Regions from separate parts of the Mus musculus genome. Here regions 1 and 3 are each linked to region 2. A link is a contact called in public promoter capture Hi-C data. All regions are on one chromosome and are shown on one strand. The core of a region is the stretch at or near the end of the contact, and the rest is flanking DNA. Distances in the headings are between cores, read along the strand shown.

Evidence for each region. Promoter capture Hi-C pulls out the DNA fragments that hold promoters and counts their contacts.
Region 1: a promoter capture Hi-C map of liver shows a contact between it and region 2, with 5 times the contacts expected there. The contact joins the promoter of B930059L03Rik here to the promoter of Exoc3l4 in region 2. A contact is called at or near these places in 1 of 39 promoter capture datasets (liver) and 1 of 9 other capture datasets (liver).
Region 3: a promoter capture Hi-C map of liver shows a contact between it and region 2, with 4 times the contacts expected there. The contact joins the promoter of 5033406O09Rik here to the promoter of Exoc3l4 in region 2. A contact is called at or near these places in 1 of 39 promoter capture datasets (liver) and 1 of 484 Hi-C or Micro-C datasets (the HL-1 cell line).

The regions. Positions count from the first base shown.
Region 1 is chr12:110,589,335-110,592,780 of GRCm38.p6, reverse strand. It overlaps B930059L03Rik (RIKEN cDNA B930059L03 gene), which reads right to left and starts at 1,407. Exons shown (of 1, transcript NR_033340.1): 1 at 102-1,407.
Region 2 is chr12:111,415,798-111,418,837 of GRCm38.p6, reverse strand. Exoc3l4 (exocyst complex component 3-like 4) reads right to left here and starts at 1,408. Exons shown (of 14, transcript NM_001289487.1): 1 at 1,084-1,408; 2 at 1-78.
Region 3 is chr12:111,943,101-111,946,145 of GRCm38.p6, reverse strand. It overlaps 5033406O09Rik (RIKEN cDNA 5033406O09 gene), which reads left to right and starts at 1,664. Exons shown (of 3, transcript NR_029464.2): 1 at 1,664-1,989; 2 at 2,080-2,261; 3 at 2,935-3,045. Gm36757 (a long non-coding RNA gene) reads right to left here and starts at 188. Exons shown (of 3, transcript XR_003950158.1): 1 at 1-188.

The sequences.
Region 1 (3,446 bases), core at 158-2,657, 830 kb after region 2:
TTACATTGCATTGTGAGGTGTAATGTGTGACCCAAGAGTTATTATTTATTAAGAGAGTGAGAACAAAACTACTCAACAAATTACATCAATACAAGGGATGCAGACTGCCAATTTATTATTCAGGAAATTCTAACATCATGGAGAGAGAGAATTGTGTCCATGCTTCTGACAGCACCCCCACACCAGGGCTACCTTCCAGGGTTACCAGTATCTTGGGCAGGAAGCAGTGGGAAACAGACATCGCTAGGGCTTCCTTGGAACAGGCATGGCTATGACCCTGGAGGGAATCAGCACAAATTTCCAGATTTTTGAGCCCTAGAACAGTAAGACTCAGGGACAGAGTCGGAGACAGGCAGTTTACTACAAAGAAAGGAGAGAGGGAGACAGAAGTCAAGCCAGGAAGTGCACGCCTTTATTCTTAGGGCAGAGGCAGGGACATCTCTTGAGTTTAGGGTCTACACAGTGAGTTCCAGGTCAGCCAAGAAGAGACTCTGTTTTATAGACAGACAGACAGACAGACAATAAGGCTAGCCAAGGCGAGACCCTGTCTTATGAGTAAATTAGAGAAAGAAGGAAAGAAAGAGGCACCCAGTGAGTGGTAGTGGGAAAGACGGGGTGCTCAAAGTCCTCATCTATGTGAGTTCTGGTCCTCCATAGTTATTTACATAGCAAGCACCTCTACCTCTTTACGTTACCACGTGTCCGGTACACGCCACTTAGGTGGGACGAGTTTCCTGACCCTGCTTACTGGTTTCTTTCGTTAATCTCTCGGCATCCCCAGCCTCCCACCTACTTCAGTTCTCAGAGCTGCTACAGGGGACAGGTTGGCCCTGTCCTATCCACGCTACGGTCGCGTCTCGGGGTTCCATGACGGGGGTCACATGGGACCCTGGTCACCAACCCCGCCTATCAAGTGGAAAGTGACGGGGCTGTAACCCAGGACCTGCCGTTCAGTTCCACGGACGCCTGTTTGCCGCTGTCCAGAAGCCACTTCTGCAGAGTGGCAGGTCGATCACGTGTCGCCAGGGGAGCGGTCACGTGTGGCCTCGAACGATCATGTGAGTCCTCAAGCCAATCACCGCGGCCTGGAAGAAGGGGCATTGCGATTGGCTCATTTTCCTCCCGTGAATATCGCGAGATTCAGAGTCAGACACTTCCCGATTGGTCGATGCGCTGCGTCATTTCCCTGCGCCAGCGTTTAGGTGAAGGTAGTCGGTCTCCCTGTCCTGTGTGCCGTGGGCCAAGCGTCTAAGCTTGGGTCCGGGCCGTCCGCGGCCCTCACTCCCCTCCCGCCAAGGGACGCGGCCCCCTCTGCGGCTTCCTCTAGACGTCGCTGCCTTGTCCTAAGTCAGCCTGCGTTCGAGCTGCCGAACCGAGGTTTCGTGCGGCTTCCTGGCGCGGTGACTCATCCAGTCACGTGCGCCGTGGAGGCTGCGCCTTGCGGAGATCTCCGCCCTGCCGAGATGGCAGAGACCTTCCCGGGGCCGCCCTTGTCCTGCTGCCGTGTTCTGGTGCAGCTGTGCTGAGCTGATATCCTGTTGACTTTGAACTCTTCTCCGTTTTCTGCATGCGCTTTGTCTCATTCCTACGGGGTACCTGCTGCCATCCGCTTGCTCTTTGGTTTGGATGCCGGGTAGCCGTGCTGAGTCCCAACTCTGATGCTCCTGCCTCCACCTTTCCAGTGCTGGCATGGAAGGCGTATGTCAGCACGTCCACCTTACACACACGTACCCACATTTGATTGCCTCTCCACTTGGATCTTGCTGTTCTCGCTGATCCCACATTTATCTGTACATTGCGTCCATCAGACGCAGTTTTGAGTGTCCCACACGGTGCCAGACTGAAGGTACAGCGATAAGTAGGGTAATAGGGACATTGCTTGTAGAGGGCTCACGGGCTATCCTGGGGTGACTGGTTGGAGGGATGTTTTTGCAAGCTCCCTCTTGGCTGCAGTGTGGAATGTTTGAGAAGAAGGTGTTGGGCCGGCAGGAAAAGTTAGTCCTGGGGTGAGGATGAATTCGAATTTGGAATGAGTGCCAGAACCTTTCTAGTTTCAATTTGGCCATATTTTATGGAGACCGCTCAGCAGTTAGGTCCATGTACAGTTCTTCCGGACAATCCGAGTTTAGAGTCCCACGTTAGGGACAGACTATTTATAACCCTAGCCCCAGGGGACCGAACACCCTCTTGCTTCCGTGGGCACTTGCACTCATATGTACAAATCCACATACAGAAACAAACACATTTAAAAAAATAAAATCTTAAGGAGTGAGAGCGTGTGCTGGGGTTTTCTCACTTCTCTGCTCACATTTGCATCTAGCAACACTTCAGGCAGGTGAGGATAATTCCTGGTTTCTGTTTTTCAGCATGGAAAACAGTGCGGCCGGGAGTAGCTGGCCTTACTGCTCAGACTAGGTGAATTTTGCTGATGGCTAAATTTTTGAAGCAGAATTGCAGAGTCAAAATACATGACACCCTGCAGGGTGGAACGTGTTTCTAATGCCAGCATTCAGGGGGCTGGGTAGTAGGATTTTTGGTAAGACTGTCTCAAAATGTTTTCAACACTTACCTTTTAAAACTTTCAGTTGCATTTTTAAGGGTCCTACAAATCTGCAAGCCACCAACAGTAAACTGAAGTGACCCACCCTTCCTCACCTGCTACTGGGGTTACTTTCCTGTCCTTCCAGAAGCATTGACTTGTGGCCCTGAGATCTGCATAGGATGGCGACACTGCCAGTGGGAGCCCCTGCTTACCTGCCTCTGCTGGCTTTGCATCCTCCTCGGGAATATTCCTCACACCTACACGGCATGCCTATGTCTCTTTTGGCATGTAGGTGGAGGTAGAATTTCTGTTATGGGTGTCTACTTTCAGCCAGCTCCTTGCCCTCCAGCTACGTGCAGCCAGCCAGCTGGGAAGCGGTGGAGTACCATCGCCTAAGCCAGTGGTGCTTCCTGCAGCCATAGTTCTGCAGAGCAGTGTAGTTTAATGCAGTGTATCCCGTTTGATGCCTTCTCATGGTGTAGAGAGAGCCTGTCACAGGAAACAGAAATGCAGCTACTTTCTGTAGACTCCAGGCTGTCACCTGTGGCAGGTGGCATCCCATGGAAGATGAGGCCCTTGTCACTCACCATTTAAAGAAAAACCTCTTTCCTTAGGGGGGTGGTATACTGTTGTTGGGAGGGCTGGGATCTTCCATACTCCTGAAACTGGGAGAGAATGCCATTGCTTTCATTTGTAATTCATGACCTCATCTTTTAACTAAGTTGCTCAGAAAGCTCAAATCTCCCACCATCTTTAAAGACAACAGCAAAACAAACAAACTCCCTTCTGCAGGCTGGAGAGATGGCTCAGTGGTTAAGAACAGTGACTGCTTTTCCAGAGGTCCTGAGTTTAATTCCCAGCAACCACGTGGTGTCTCACAACCATCTGTAATGGGATCTGATGC
Region 2 (3,040 bases), core at 159-2,658:
CAAAGCCCCAGGGGCAACCACTGCCAGCAGGTTGTGGCGTCCGTGCCTTGAAACCTTCCCTGCAAGCTGAGTCCTTTCCTGAAAATATGGAACAGGGCAAGAAAATATGGTTTCAATCCGCCTCAGTGCTCGCCTTCGAGATCTAGTGAAATCAACAAGCTAGGAAAATCAGTAAGAGCTGCAAATGTCAGAAGCAAGCAGTTCCGAAAAATCCTAAGCGCGGTTATTATGGGAATAACAAGAGTTTAGTAAATTCCATGTGTTGATTTTGCAAACACGATCAGTAGCTGTTCTATGTGCCAGCCAGGCCTATTTTAAAAAAGACACAGGCTCCCTTCACAGTTGCCAAAATAAAAACATCCCTGGTAGCCACCCCCCACTGAAGGACAGACTTTCACTGAAGGACAGACTTCTTAAGTAGGCACACAAGGCTTTTCCTCGGGTTTGTCTTGCTTTTCTCTGTTGCCCCTCTGCGTCCCAGGACTCATTCCCTGTCCAAGCCTTTCTGGGAGTTGCCCCTCATCTTCCAGCTGCTGAGAGCTTCCTTGGGGCTCTTCCTCTGAGAAGCTCACCCTTTTCTGGGTCTAGCTCCAGCCCTAGATAGTAGTTATATGATCTGAGATCTTTCTGCCACTTGGCCAGGAGCCTCCAGGGAGCAAGGAATGAGCCTGGCTCAGACCCATGATGGGGCCAATAAATAAATGTCAGGTACCCAAGGAATGGTGTGGCCCTGCCATGATTGTGAACCTGTGGTACCTCTTTCAGATCTTCGTGCTAGCTAGCTCCAGTGCCTCGCCGTGTGTGTGATTGTCTTGTAATATGTGTGTGCGTCTTCCGTGTCTGTGTCTGTAGGCCTCATGGATGTCTCTGCTCTCTGCAAGTGTGTGTGGCTGTTTATGTGTTCGGATGTGCGTATATCTCCTGTGGCTGAGTTGGTATTCTAGTTCAGCCGTCCTGGGCTTGGAGCCCAGACCCTTGACAACAAAGCCAACTAACACAGCCAGAGTAGTCTCAGCCTCTTGGGTCCCCACCCACGGCCCCAAACACCCTCACATCCTCCTGCCCCACCTGGCTGGGTCTTACCTGATAGGCACGCAGACAACTGCACCCAGGCAGCAGAGGTCCTAAGCAAGCCAGCCAAGCAGGATCCTGAGACCAGGTCCAGGAGAGAGATGGCTGCCAGCACAGCCCAACTGGTGGACCAACAGCTGGGACTTCCCAGCCACAGGACCGCCCTGACCCACTCTCTACTCGGACCCCATACTTTCGCTTTCAGAAAAGTTCCACCCCTTTCATTCCAGAGACAACCACTCTAACCTTTGATCAGCCACAGTCCCGGAGCTTGCCTGAGCCTGATCGGAGCTTGACAGGGAGAGACTGGGGAGGGGAGGCTAGGGAGGGCCCTAAGGGAAGCTGGGGAGGTGGAGATTAGTGGAGGAGAGGTTAGGGAGGTGGGGCTAGGGGAGGAGGATGCAGCAGCGGGGGCTGGGGACCACCGAGGATTGTCAGATCCTGACCACTGCCAGAGGTAAGATAAATGGGAGGTTTTTACCCCCTAGTGCTCAAGCCCAGAAAGTCTCCTCTCTCCAGCCAAGGGCTGCAGCTCCAGGCCAGTCTAGGACGTTCACTCCAGTGCCCCCTATGCTTGCCCGAGCTGAGAAGCAGAGAGCAGAGACCTGTTAGGGAAGTTTTCTGTAATGCCTGGGGCACCAGGTGTGAGCCATACACTGCTCCGGAGTGCTGGTGGGAGAGGACCGAGGGACCGCAGGGGCTCACACTCAGGAATGACAGGCAGCCTTCTAGGCAGAAGCAGCGCAGCATGAACAGCGTGGAGGAGGGGCTGTTGTGAATGGCTTCGGAACTCAGGCCTTCTGCTTTCACAAAGACTCAGACAGGAAGCTTTTCTCGGAGAGGGCCATGGAGATTTCAGAAGAGGCACGTCCCCTGATTTCAGGGGGATTCCACAGTCAGCGTCTTAAGAAAAAAAACTTGGAGGAAATCCAAGGACACATTCATGACTGACCTGCTCTGTACCTGGGTACAGTATGGATGCTCTGGTTACAGTACTCAGTACTGAGTACTCAGTACTGGGCTGTGAGAACACAGCGCCACACAGGCTATACTCTCCCGGTTTGGGGGACCTGAGGGCTAAGGTCTTGACTCTTCTGAGGCTACCTCTTTTTTCCTCTTCCTCCTCCTTTCCTTCGTCTTCCTCCTCCTCCCCCTCTTCTACTTCTTCTGGAGACAGGGTCCCACTATGTATTCTTCTATGTCCTGTGGCTCACTATGTAGACCAGGCTGGCTCTGTAAGCACAGAAATTGGATTAAAGGCATGTGCCATCGTGCCTGGTGCTCTCTCTCTTTATGTGTTCTTTCCTCTGTATGTGTCTGTCCAGTTTTCTCTTCTTTATAGCATGTGGAGTGTGGTGGTTTGTATGTGCTCCATCCAGGGAGTGGGACTATTTGGAAGTGTGGCCCTGTTGGAGTAGGTGTGTCACTGTGGGTGTGGACTTTAAGACCATCATCCTAGCTGCCTGGAAGTCAGTGTTCTGCTAGCAGCCTTCAGATGAAGATGTAGAACTCTCAGCTCCTCCTGCACCATGCCTGCCTGGATGCTGCCATGTTCCTATCTTGATGATAATGGACTGAATCTCTGAACCTGTAAGCCAGCCCCAATGAAATGTTGTCCTTATAAGAGTTGCCTTGGTCATGGTATCTGCTCACAGCGATAGAACCCTAACTAAGATAGCACACTAGGTAAGCTCTCTGAGGCAAGATAGATAGAAGGGTGGGCAAAGCGTGGGAACATGAGAATAAAAGGAGCCCCCCTAGTTGCAGTACCTCAGCAGCAGGCAAGGATCCTGTGTGATCAACGCCTGCAGAAGGCCTTTCTCCCCCGCCAGCTATAAATCTTTGATTTTTCTAGGAATTTCCTCCACAAAACCCCTCACGTATAGAGAAGACATGTACTAAACTCCTTGAGAAAGATCATCAAATTGTTATTGCATACAAGACATCTCCATCACCACTACCACTCATT
Region 3 (3,045 bases), core at 415-2,914, 530 kb before region 2:
ATGCGTGCTGTAGTTTACCCTGGGCACCGTGGCTGGCTGGGAATAGCTGAGTGAGGGCCTTGTCTAGTCTAGTAGGACACAGTGTGTGGTTCAGAGCTGGCAGGCGGGGCCTGGGCGGCTAGGGGGCGGGGCCGTGCCTGGGACCGCCCTCAGGAAAGGCCTCACTGAGCAGTTGGTGGTGTCTGCTTTGGGGCTTTGCAGGGCTGTGGGCCAGAAAAGATTCCATTATGAACTGTAAGCTTTTGTGAATGTGGAAGGTTTGTAACTAGTTAGGCATTCTTTCCCACCCCCCCTTCCCGCCCAACCCCATCACACATACAATGGAGGTGGCTCTGGTCTCAAAGTTCCTTGGGAAGCCAGGTTCCCAGATGAGAACCAGAGTTGAGCAAACAAGTTCCAGGGGATATGAGGGAGGGGGACCTGGTGAAAGCCTGGCAGTGTCCGCGGGCACCTTTCCGTGGAGTTCTCAGACATGTCGCTATTGCACCCTGCTCTGTGCCTGCATGCTCCTCTGTGTTCAGAGAAGTGAGGAGGAAGAGGAGGATGCCCTCTGGGCTGAAGAGGAGTAGCTAGGGGTGCCACTTAGTGGAGCTTGGTATGAGGGCTGCCCCGAGGCCTGACCTGCTTCCATGGCTGGGGCATATCAAGGACAGCACGGGAAGCGGGCTTAGCCTTTACTTCTGGCAGGGGCAGCCTCCTACAGCCTCGCAGTGGGTGAGGACCCCATCCAAGGACGGTATGCAGGGACTGAGTGCCCCCTCAGTCTCTCCCTCAAGGCCCACGTGCAAGCCATCAGGAGTCTTCCCCCCAGGGTTCATTCAGCTTTGGGATACATCAGGTCTCCAGAGCGACCTGGAAGAGTGCCTGGCCCTCACTCCCACCCCTACATCCCACACAGGAAGCATCTGGGGAAACAAGATAAGCAGCATGCCGGGTGGTCACAGCAGCTGGGGGTGGGGTGGGGGGAGGGCAGGCCGGCTGGGTCAGCAGCTCTCTTGTCCAGCTCTTACCCAGACCTACCCTACAGTTCACACCGAGCGAGGCTCCCCAGAAGTGTGTCGTGGATGGTCTTCAGGTGGGGAAGGACTGGGGTTCATGGCATTTCTCTCTACCAGGGTCTTAGTTGAGCTGTGATTTTAGTAAATTATGATTGGGCAAGTCATCCCATCATGAGGTGGCACCAACAACAACATCGCCCACACACACTGGTGCCTAAAGGACTTTATCACTCGGCCACATCACCTCTATAACCAAAAAAATAACAAGGCACTTCAAAACCAATAAAGTGACAGTCCCCAAGCCCAGCGGGCTGCAGATGATATCTTATCAGGGCAGAGTTGAACTCCCATTCGGGTCAGGGTCCAGAGGCTCCAGGCTACCAGCCTCACAAGGGTTGTGACCTTGGTGACCAGTCTCATGGGCCTCCAGGGAGGCTACCTGGTGACTCAGCCTCTTCCTACAGCCCTGTAAATAGCCAGAGTCCATCCACACGGAGGCTGTGTGAAACTGCCTCCACCAGGAAGGGAAGTTTTAACTGGCCCAGAACCCCACAAAGCCCCAAAGCAGACACCACCAACTGCTCAGTGAGGCCTTTCCTGAGGGCGGTCCCAGGCACGGCCCCGCCCCCTAGCCGCCCAGGCCCCGCCTGCCAGCTCTGAACCACACACTGTGTCCTACTAGACTAGACAAGGCCCTCACTCAGCTATTCCCAGCCAGCCACGGTGCTCAGGGTAGACCGCAGCACGCATGGTGGACAGAGGGACAGAGGATGAACGGAGAAGCACAGGGCTGGCTGCTGGGGACCTGGCAGATGCTTCCTATCCCTGCTGGCTGGTGACATCACCGCTGTGACGTCACACTCTGGCTTCCTGGGCTTTGGGAGTGCTGGTTCTGGTGATAACCACTTCCTGCTCCCGGCCAGGGTGACTCAGGACTTCCTTCTGCTCCCGGAGTCATCACTGAGCCTGGCTCTCCTGTATCCTCATCTAGGTAGGGCTGGGGGAGGAGGGACTCGTGGGTCCCTGAAAGCGGGATGAGCATGGCCAGGGCCAGTCTGTGGCATCTGTTGCTGTCTCCTAGGGAGACCTTCTTTCTGCAGAGTGGGGCCTCCACAGTCTGCACAGCTCGGCTCCCCATTCTCTCGTGAAGGTAGGCCAGGAACTGGGTTTCCTAATGAGTGACCAGGAAAACGGAACTTTCAAGGGGCGTGTCTGTTTAATGAGGAATCAGCCTGAATGGAAGCCAACCCAGTGCCTTTCCAGGTAGGCAGGCCAAGGCCAGAGGAAGGAAAGCTGGGTCTCTGTTGGAGCAGGAGGGCAATATGGCTTAGGCTTGGGGAGAGAACACAGGTGCCACCGTAGCCACAGTGTCCATGAGCCCCATCCCCCACCATGCTGGCCAAAAAGAAACAATTGATGAACAGAAGGGAGGAAAGATGCCTCCAGCAAAATCAGGCAGGAGGAGACCAGAGCTGTCATTGCGCTCTCTGTCCCCAGCAGGCCGAGCTCGCACTGTCATGGGGTGGAGGAGGCTCAAGCCGCCCTAATTAGAATATCAGTTAGACCCTGCTTTTCCTGACCTGCTGCTTCGAAAGCTAATTCTTTGTGCTTCCACAAGGCAGGCCCTACAGGGACAGAGGGGCTTAGGAGGCACAGCCAGAGGGCTCAGGCTCTCAAAACCCAGGTCTGCCTTGCAGGGCCAGTTTTGGGCCTTTAGTCTGGGATGGACAGACGGCTGGCCATCCTCATGAATCGCCATGGTGCCCAGTCTGGACGGTCCATGCGGCCCAGAGCAGAGGGAAGGGGGCTCAGCAGTGATGAAGATGGCTACAGGAATGTGCAGGCCCAGCCTCCTGTGGTGGGGAGTCCAGAGCTGCTCAGACTGACTGGAATTCCTGTTGCTCATGCACGCTTCTGGCTTCTTTTTCGGTTCTAGGTACAAGCTGTTGTCATGAAGCCTGGAGTTTTTCCGAGATGCCAGAGGCAGCAGCGCAGTGCTCTTGTTTCTCATCTAAACCTGTCCCTTTCTCAGAACAGAGCCCGCGTG